Regions from separate parts of the Rattus norvegicus genome. Here region 1 is linked to region 2. The links are chromatin contacts, called in public HiChIP or PLAC-seq maps. All regions are on one chromosome and are shown on one strand. The core of a region is the stretch at or near the end of the contact, and the rest is flanking DNA. Distances in the headings are between cores, read along the strand shown. Region 1 holds the start of Map7d1 (MAP7 domain containing 1). Region 2 holds the start of Stk40 (serine/threonine kinase 40).

Region 1 (4,415 bases), core at 679-3,178, 170 kb after region 2:
GGCCTCTGCATCCCACTCAGCTAGGCCCTTAGTAGAGTCAAGCCTCTCATCCCTGCCCTCATACTCAGTCTGGGCCACCCACCTAAGTGCCCTAATTATAATCCAGCCACAGATAAGGCTGTGTCTCTGCCCTCATTCAGGCTCTTGTGCACACCCCAGTGCCAAGGACTCTCAGGTGCAAAGTACCAGTAAGCAGATGGCTAGACCAGGCTGAGCCTCCCTAGGTGTTCCCTCTCAGGCTCCGTAGAGCCAAGACAAACCCAACCACCCTCATTGCCAACACAGTCACCAAACCTCCAGAAGCCTACCACTCTTCTGTGTCCTCTTACAAGTCATAGGTCCCCTCCAAGCACCCAGACTGGCACAGGGAGGAGCCCACCCACAGCCAAGCAGCCCCACCTCATCCTGGGTGTTCTCCACACCTATAGATACTCTTTTATTCTGGGCCCCACACCCCAGGGGGCAGGGAAGTGACAGGATTAGGCTGGGAACTCTTTGGGGGTGTGGGGATGACTGTGTCAGTGGATCAGGACTTGGGTCTTCATAATCATGCTTTTCCCTCCCCTTCCAGGAAGAAAGAGTCCTCCCTCCAACACCAGGCCCAACCAGAATTCTGTCCCCACCCCCTCATCAGCTGCTCCCAGATCGAATGGGATTTGCAGAAGTCCAGGACACTGGTGGTTGGTGGGGTGAGGGGTGGAAAGGAGAGCTTTGGTGGTCTAGCACATTGAGACAGTTTGTGTGTGTGTGTGTGTGTGTGTGTGTGTAAGCATCCAAAAACCTCAGTCTGGGGGAATGATGTGGCACGTCGGGGGTGCCATCCTTGAGCGTTCACCTCATTCTACAGACTCCAGCCCAGAAAAGTGACGTGGTGCCGGCAGGACCTCTGTCACTCCTGTCCCAAATCAGACTGGGTGGGCTCTGAAGTAGGCCTGGCTTTTGGGAAGGCGGCCCACTCCCCAGCTCCCGCCCGCGCCCCAAACAATACCGCCTCCCCCTCCCCCTCGCCTTTATCCGGCGGGTTACTTGGCAGCCACCGCTAGAGACCTCCCCCTCGTCTCCCTCCCCTCCCGGTCGGCCCGCAACAGCAACAGGCCCTTTGCGCGGCAGCTGGACGGATGGGGTGGGGGCGAGGTCTGGGCCAGGGCCTGGGCGTGGGGGTACGAGGGCCTAGCTTCGGTATGCATGGTTCCAGACCTGAGAATCTGGTCCCCTAACACACACAGTAAGGCTAAGGTCACACGTGCCCACGGAGGATGGAGAAGACAGCAGTTCCAGCTCAGTAAAAGAGGATCTTCAGTCTGGGGTGGATCTCGAAGGAGAGTGGGGGTGGGGAAGAGAGGATGGCACCGGGCTGCGGCAGAAGGGTCACCCCATCGATTCCCTAACCGGTTCCCACGGATCCCGATGCCCCGTGCGTCCCGGCGCGGAGGATGGGGGGAGGAGGCAGCTGTCAGAAGATGCGTCCGTGGCCCCGAGCCTCGGCGGCCGCCGCAGCCTTTATTTTTAAACTTCTAAGTGGTCAGAGGGCGCGGCGGGGGAGGGGTCCCCGCCCAGCCGCCAGCCTCATCCTTGGCCGCCCCGCGGCTACTCGGCCTCCCTCCCGTTCTCTTGTGTGGCTCCCGGCTTACCTGCGGGTGCGCCCGGGCCGGGCTCCACACGCGGGCCACTCTCCATGGCTGCGGCGTCACAGGAGGTTTTGGGGGAGGGGGGGTCTCAGCCGCGGCGGCGGCGACGGCCGGAGGCCAGGACCGGGGTCCCGCGGCGCATCCCGCCCGGCCCGCCCTGCGGGCAACGACTCAGAGGCGGCCGCGCTCGGAGTGGGAGAGGTCGAGGCCGGTAGCTAGTAAAGCTCAGAGTAGCCGGCTACCCGGGGCCGGTCCTCCGCGACCGCGATTCTGCTGCTTTGCCCCGCGCCGGCCGAGTCCTCGTCGCGGCCCAACCCTATTGTACCGCCCGGGCTGGGCCTGGCCTCTGTGAATGTACCAAGTGCGCGGGGGACGACCGCCCCCGCAGTTATGGAGTACGGAGCCACAGCGGGCAGCACCAGAGGGCTCCGACTCCGCCCTGCGATGCAGCACGGAGAAACTCGGGACGCTCCTTCTGTGGTCGCCGCAGGGCAGACGCCGAGCTGGGGGCACGCTGCCGGCCACGCTGCCTCCCCCTGCGGCCGCGGGTTGGTACGTGCCGCGCGCCTGAAGACTATGTAGGGAGCTCTCGGGTGACTCACCGGCCGCTGGGACTGGGGGAGTGGGGAGCTGGGTTGGGATCCCCCATTCTCTGGATGCTGGAGGCTTCAGCGTCAAGTCTAAATTCTCTCCCAAGCCTGCCTCAGACAAAATCTTCCTGGGGGACGTTGCAACGCCTGAAGAACGGTCTCATGGAGACTCCTAAATGGGCTATCCTTTCTCTTTATTGGTGATAGCTGCAAAGGCGCTTTTCCTCTTGCACCCTAGGGTTGGTGTCTTCTCTGTTTCTCTGGGAGTAATTACAACCCTGTAAGGCTCTTTTACTCAGGTCTCTAATCTGTTGGGGCCCTCCCTGCTCCAAACTGGGTGGTCCTAGCCTTGAACCTCCCTTACCTTCATCAGAAGACCCCACCCCACCCCCATATCTCCCCAGAAGGATTTTCTTTCCAATGGCACATCGCGATAAACAGTAGTGAGCCTGTCACCTTCCTCCCCCAAAATATTACAGCTCTGTGCTCTGGAGTGGGCTCTCCTATCTCCTGGTTCTATGCCCGCTGAGGTGAGGGCCTCGAGCCAAGTCAGGCTTGGCCTGGGACAGGGTGCGGGGAGCTTGCTGGGAAAGTGGATCGATAGTGGAGGTGCTGGTGCAGAGAGGACCAGACTGGAGGGAGGGAGGAGGGGCCGCTGGGCTTTGCTTATCCTGGCCCTGCTCTTTGTCCTGACCTGGAGGTCAGTTCTCTCGTTGTCCACAGATTAGGGCCAGTGAGGCACTGTCTCCCTGCCCCTCCTTCCCCTTCCAAACTACTGGACCCGCCTTCCTTAGAGCACCTCCACAGAACAGTCATTCAAAGGGAGAGGGCAGAAAGTAAGATGGCAGAGGTTTCAGGCAACCTAGAAGCCGTCTCTATCCTAAGAAGTGTAGTAGGTAACTGGAGCTTTGAACCCTGTGGGAGTTGGGAAGCTTGGACAGGACTGGAGGCCGAGTGACTTTAGAAAAGGGTGGGGCTAAAAGGCCGGCAACTAGCGCTAACGGGTGACAAATCTCCTGAAACTAAAGTTGATAAAATAAGAGGAGTGGGGCTGGGGGGTGGAGTTCTGTCCACTGGAGTGGGGCTGGGGGGTGGAGTTCGGTCCACAGGAGTGGCGCTGGGGGGGTGGAGTTCGGTCCACAGGAGTGGCGCTGGGGGGTGGAGTTCGGTCCACAGGAGTGGGGCTGGAGGTGGAGTTCGGTCCACAGGAGTGGGGATGGGGGTGGAGTTCAGTCCACAGTGCCTGCCTAGCATGCATAAGCCCTGGGCTTGATTTGCAGCGCCACATCAAGCAGGCATGATGGCACAGTCAGGCCTGCAATCCCTGCACTTGGAAGGCGGAGGCAGGAGGAGCAGAAGTTCAAGAGACGCTTCAGGGAAATGGCTTGTTGGGTAAAGGTGCTTTCAGCCAAACTCAATGATCTGAATTGGATTCCTGGGGCCCACGCGGTAGAAGAGAACGAATTTCTGCAAGTTATTCTCTAATCTCTGCACTCATATTAGAATTAAGAATATAGTACATCTCGGGACGCAGAGGTAGGCAGATCTTTGAGTTCGAGGCTAACCTGGTCTACAGATGGACTTCCAAGACAGCCAGGGCTACACGGAGAAACCCTGTCTTGAAAAACAAAACAAACAAAAGAAAAAAATATATATATTTAGACAGGATAGTCCCGGCTGGCCTGGCACTCATTCTGTAGACCAGGCTGGCCTTGAATTCACAGAGTTCTGCCTGTCTTTGCCTCCCAAGTGCTGGGATTAAAGGCATGCACCACCTTGCCAGACAATGCGTCCAGTTTTTAGAAGTAAAGAATAGGGGTTGGGGATTTAGCTCAGTGGTAGAGAGCTTGCCTAGCAAGCACAAGGCCCTGGGTTCGGTCCCCAGCTCCGAAGAAAAGAAAAAAGAGAAAAAAAAAGAAGTAAAGAATATAAGAAAATCCCTTGAAATAGTACTATAATAAATAAAAATCCCTGGCTATGAGGCAATTATGAGGGCAACTGGGATGTATGAGATGTGCTTCACAATAAATAAATAGTGCCAGGAAATATTTTGAGGGTCGTTGTAAAGACCAAGTAAGACAATGCAAATGGAGTGCTTAACATAGAGCCTGGTATACAGGAACTGCTGTGTAAAATGATGATGATGGTGGTGGTGGTGGTGGTGGTGGTGGTTTTGATGACGTGGGAATTCAGATGT
Region 2 (4,662 bases), core at 504-3,003:
CACCACGCATGTATGTCCCAGAGATCCTTGAGTTGGTGTCCTGATGACAGTTTTGGTTGTTTTTTTTTTTTTTTAACTCCTCTGGCTGGCACTTTTAGTTTCTATTCCTTACCCTCTTTCTCCTCCTCTGCTTTGTTAAAACGTCTATATTTTGAGTCAGCTGAGAGCCTACCCGGAGTTGGGATGGTGGTGTCAGCGCCCAGTGATTCATCTTACTGATAATTAAGAGAAAACCCAAGACTCCTCTGTGTCAAAGGCAGGGCTTCCGGAATCCTTACTCTCTCCACTTTGTCATAGAGAGGAGCAAAGTGGGCCTGGCTTTTGGATGCCCTGCCTTTGGGTCATGTGCCTCCTAGAGGTTCCCTGACTGAGACCAGTGGGCATTTATAGGGTGTGGTGAGCTGGATGTGAAACTCTTCGGGTCCTCCCAGAGTTGGTGTGATGTGTTATTCCCACTCAGACAATCAGGATTTACACTGAGTTGCCTAGTTTGTAAGTGATACAACGGAGATTCAAGCGCTAGCCTTTTGGAATCCACCAAACTTTATTTAAACCACAGTCCAACTATTATTAGCTGAGTGTCATGGCAAAGGTTCCCCTCTCTGAGTGCTACCTTCTGCCTTTGTAAACAGGTCTCTAAAAATGCTTCCCAAAGCCAAGGCCTTGGGAGCTGCTCTTATTACTAGTTTTTCAGCATTATCTGCAGCTGAGTGGCCACCAAGCATTCAAAGGGACTAAGAAAGGATGCAGACTGGGACCTCATGAAGACCAGCCTTCCTGTCCCAGCAATACCTTGTGAAAATGTGACAAACATTTACTCCTAGCAGGGCTTAGTCGTGGCCACGTGAGTCTACACGTGGAAACAGAATGACCCAGGGGAGGGGAGAAAAAAGCTGAGAGTCATCAAGTACACTTGTTAACTCTGAGACAAAGGAGTGGGACTATGGCCGCTGGTACTGCTGCCACCGAGCCCTTCTGGCCGCTTCTACACAGCAGTGGACGGAAGCCAGGATTTTCGAGGGCCCCCAGTGAGTCACCAGACTGATGCAATCCCTTTAAAGGGCTCATCTGCTGGTGCAAGAAGCTGATTCATGGAGGGCGTGGCTGCTGAAGGAGGAGAAAGGGACGGAAACTGGCAGCAGGGAGTGAGGTAGACAGCCGGCTGAGATCGTTCATTGGAACTCTTCACTGCAATCTCCCTGGACAAGACTCTAGGGATGTCCAAGAAGAACTAGGCCATCTTTGGGGTTTCTGAAGGGCCCACAGTGAAATGAATTGTGACAGTAGCGACAGCAATTCGTGACTTCTCTTGAACCCAACTTCAGCGCTTTCCCACATAAATTTCCAGAAGCCGAGAAATGAGGAGCAAAGAAAGGCCACTTTTCTAAAGAATGCAGTGCAGTTTGGCGGTTTTTGCAGCCACTTAGAGGTGTTCCCCAACCCCAGCAAGGAGAGCAGTAAGTCGACGAGGTTCTGCAGAGCCAAAGCGGGGCGGCGCCTCAGTCCCAGTCTCACTGTAGATGTAGATTAGCGGTAAGTACCGCCCCCTAACTGTCCAATCGCTTTACAGATTTTGACTCAGACTCCACCCAGAACCAATTGGCGATCTAATCTGTGCCGCCTGCCTGACGGTTTCCGCCCATCCTGAAGATGGCGCACCAACCCCAGACTCAGGCGAGGGGGCGGGGGGCGGGGCCGAGGGCCTATGCGTCACTTCCGTTGTCAGGTGGCGGCGCCGCAGCCATGGAGGGAGGCGGCGGCGGCAGCTCTGGCGGCTGCGCTGGGAGGCGGCGGTGAGCGGCTCCCACGCCCCCGGCCCGGCCCCGGCCACCGGGACGGAGCGCCGAGCAGCCCCGGCTCTGGGCTGCGGACTATGGGCAAGCAGCGCTGATCCCCCGGGAAAGGTGAGCGGGGGGTCCCGGGACGCAGAGCCGGGTGGGGGCTGCGTGCTGGCGGGGCGGGCCACCGTGGCAGGGGGACCCCGGTGACAGCCCGAAGCCGACCTGCGCGACCAGAATGGCCATAGTGAATTCCTCCTCCGCCACCGGGGTCTGTCCTTCCCGGCGGCGGGGGCGTCGACTGCCAGGAGCCTTGGTCTTCGCCGCAGCCCTGGGAAATGGGCACTGCCCGCCTTGCCCAGACCCACTCAGCCAGTCAGCGAAGCACCCGGCGTTTGGCCCGCTCTAGGTTTTCCCTGAGAGAGAGCCCCCTCCTCCTCTCCATGCTTCTCTTCTGACCCAGAGAGTGACTTGAAAGTTAGGACTAGTCCCCAAGGAGAGCCAGCCAAGGTTTTCCTCCCGGAGCCCTCACCCGTTGGCACCGACACCATCGCTGCTGGGGAATTTTCACATCCTGGGCGGCGTTCAGGTGCGAGTCACAGCTACCTGCTTGCCAGATCCACGTTGGGCCGGTCTTCACCGTTGGGGAGCTTGCTGTGGTCAGTGTGTTTCACCTGCCACCCTGGTCAGGTCCGCCCATTCCTACAATGCTTGGCCCCACCTTTCAATCTTGGGTAGGAGCTTTCGGATTCCTGGTGGCTTCTCTGTCCACCCCCACTCCCCCAGGTTGTTGGCGGAAGGAAGAGGTGACAGCCGCTTTCAGTGGCAGGATAGACTTTGCTCTGTTTTAAGTCACTGGAGGAAACCGGTTGGCTTTGCTGGTTTTCAGAATCATTGAGGAAGAGGGTAGTCATGCTGGGCTGGGCGCCTTTCCCTCTTGGCTGAGTAGTTTTGCATGAGATAAGGAAGAGCAAAATCCTACAGCCCTTATTTGTAAACACTGCAGTGAGTTCCTCCTTAAAGGTCCTGTTATGTCAGTTTGTAGGTTAGACCTCGACCTGCCAGAGATAGTCTTCATTCATTCATTCATTCATTCATTCATTCATTTATTTTTCACATAACAAAAGGGCCTGTAGAGCCAAGTGCTGTGTGGTATTAGTAGGTTTTGAAGGCATACTCCTTAAATTCTGGAATTAAAGGTGTGTGTCACCTTCCTCTGAAATCCTTAAATTCAAATTCTGGTGCAGCAGCCTAATGGTTGCCCGACCTGCCACCGTTCGTAAGTGTCTTCATTTGCAAAACACTGGTAGTGGCAAAAAGAGTCCTTGTGGAGAACTAAGTTAACACATAATAAAGAGGTCCCTATCTGAACCAGTTCGCTGTCTAGTTAGAGGAAACTGACCTGCAAGCAGAGAGTTGAAATGTGATCTAGAAAAGCAACAGGAACCGAGTGCTGAGGGAACCCAGTATGGGAAGCTGCTAGCTCAGTCTAGGAAGCCTGGACCGTAGTGACAGGAGCCAAGTCTAGAAGGAGAGAAAGGGGAGGCTTAGCCAGGTGAGGGTAAAATGGGAGATGTTTGGAGAAAAATACAGAGAATTTGAGAGAGACAACCTCAGCTGGGTCAGGAGAGTTGCATGGAAGTCAACAGGGTACAAAGTAAAGCAATATAAGTTAATGAAAAAATGAGCATCTCACTGATAATTTGGGACTTTGTGTCCGGGCCAGTGAGAGGCCAGTAAAAAGCTTTGAGCTGAGGAGTGACAGGACTAGATCTGTATTTTAGATCACATTCTCTGTGAGGAGCCAAGGAGGGTGAAAGAGCGAGGCACCTCATCAGAGACCACCACATGCTTCCAAGAGGAGAGTTGGTATGGACATACTGGATCAATGCTAGGTGTATAACCCCTTGCAGTGCTCCCCAAAGTGCCCTTCTCTCTCTGAGATCTCAGGTTGCCTAAGCCATTGGCAACCAGAAGGCCAGATATAAGGGTGTGTTACATTTTCTCTCTTGTGCCTTAATGGAGAGGTTAAGAGCTTGTTTGGCTCAAATAGATCTGATTCGAATCCCAACTCAACTAGCCACATATTCTCTCTGCCCAGATTTCTCATTGTAAAAAGACGCAGGAGGACTGCCTCCCCAATAGGGCCGTTGTGAGGATCAAGACCGATGTGGCAGAGTTAGGATTCAGCATTCACTGTGCAGTAGATGTTTGCTGAATGGTAGTTTTCATGGCAGACTGCTGGAGAGATCTGGAAACTACTTGATGCAATTCACAGGAACTAGAGCTGTGTCCCGTTGAGCTGTTTGTTCTGAGGGTCAAGAGAGCACTGCATTTTATGTATTCTTTCTGAAAAGAAAATGGGGCCTTCCCAGGCTGTGCAGCAGCAATGAAGATTTGTCTCTCTCCTAAAGCCTTTTGCAGAAGCAGAAGCAGAGCTAGCCATGGTATTGTTGGGCAGGGGGCAGAAACAGATAGATCTCCATGAGTTTCAGCCCATCCTGCTCTACACAGTGAGTTCTAGAACAGCTAAGGCTACATAAAGAGACCCTGTCTTAACCCTGCCCCAGGCCCCAGAAAAGTAGGAGAACCGCTGAGAAATAAGATTGGTTTGGCCCTGTGGTTCAGGGTCTCTCTATGTAGACCAGGGTGGCTTCAAATTTGTATTGATCCTCCTGCCTCTGCCTCCCCAGCTCTGGGCTTTCAGACTTGTGCCTCCACACCTGGCTGATAGATAGCGTTGTGAAGTGTGAACTGGAGGATGGATGTCAGGTTCTCTGGAGTCCCCTCTAACGAGGCTGCTCTGCAGCTTGACTTAGCATCAGCAGGAAGTGTCATGCTTGATGAACATGTGGTACACCATACTTATATGTATGATGGCTCA

Evidence for each region. HiChIP or PLAC-seq counts read pairs in DNA pulled down with a chosen protein or histone mark.
Region 1: an H3K27ac HiChIP or PLAC-seq map of oligodendrocytes shows a contact between it and region 2, with 2.5 times the contacts expected there. The contact joins the promoter of Map7d1 here to the promoter of Stk40 in region 2. A contact is called at or near these places in 3 of 12 Hi-C or Micro-C datasets (the A7r5 cell line, frontal cortex and mammary epithelial cells) and 1 of 1 datasets of contacts at active chromatin or transcription factors (oligodendrocytes).

Annotation. Positions count from the first base shown.
Region 1 is chr5:143,835,093-143,839,507 of GRCr8, forward strand. Map7d1 (MAP7 domain containing 1) reads right to left here and starts at 1,929. Exons shown (of 18, transcript NM_001109438.1): 1 at 1,632-1,929. The coding sequence starts at 1,677. LOC134486990 (a long non-coding RNA gene) reads left to right here and starts at 1,748. Exons shown (of 2, transcript XR_010066635.1): 1 at 1,748-2,180.
Region 2 is chr5:143,663,947-143,668,608 of GRCr8, forward strand. It overlaps Stk40 (serine/threonine kinase 40), which reads left to right and starts at 1,754. Exons shown (of 11, transcript NM_183056.2): 1 at 1,754-1,904.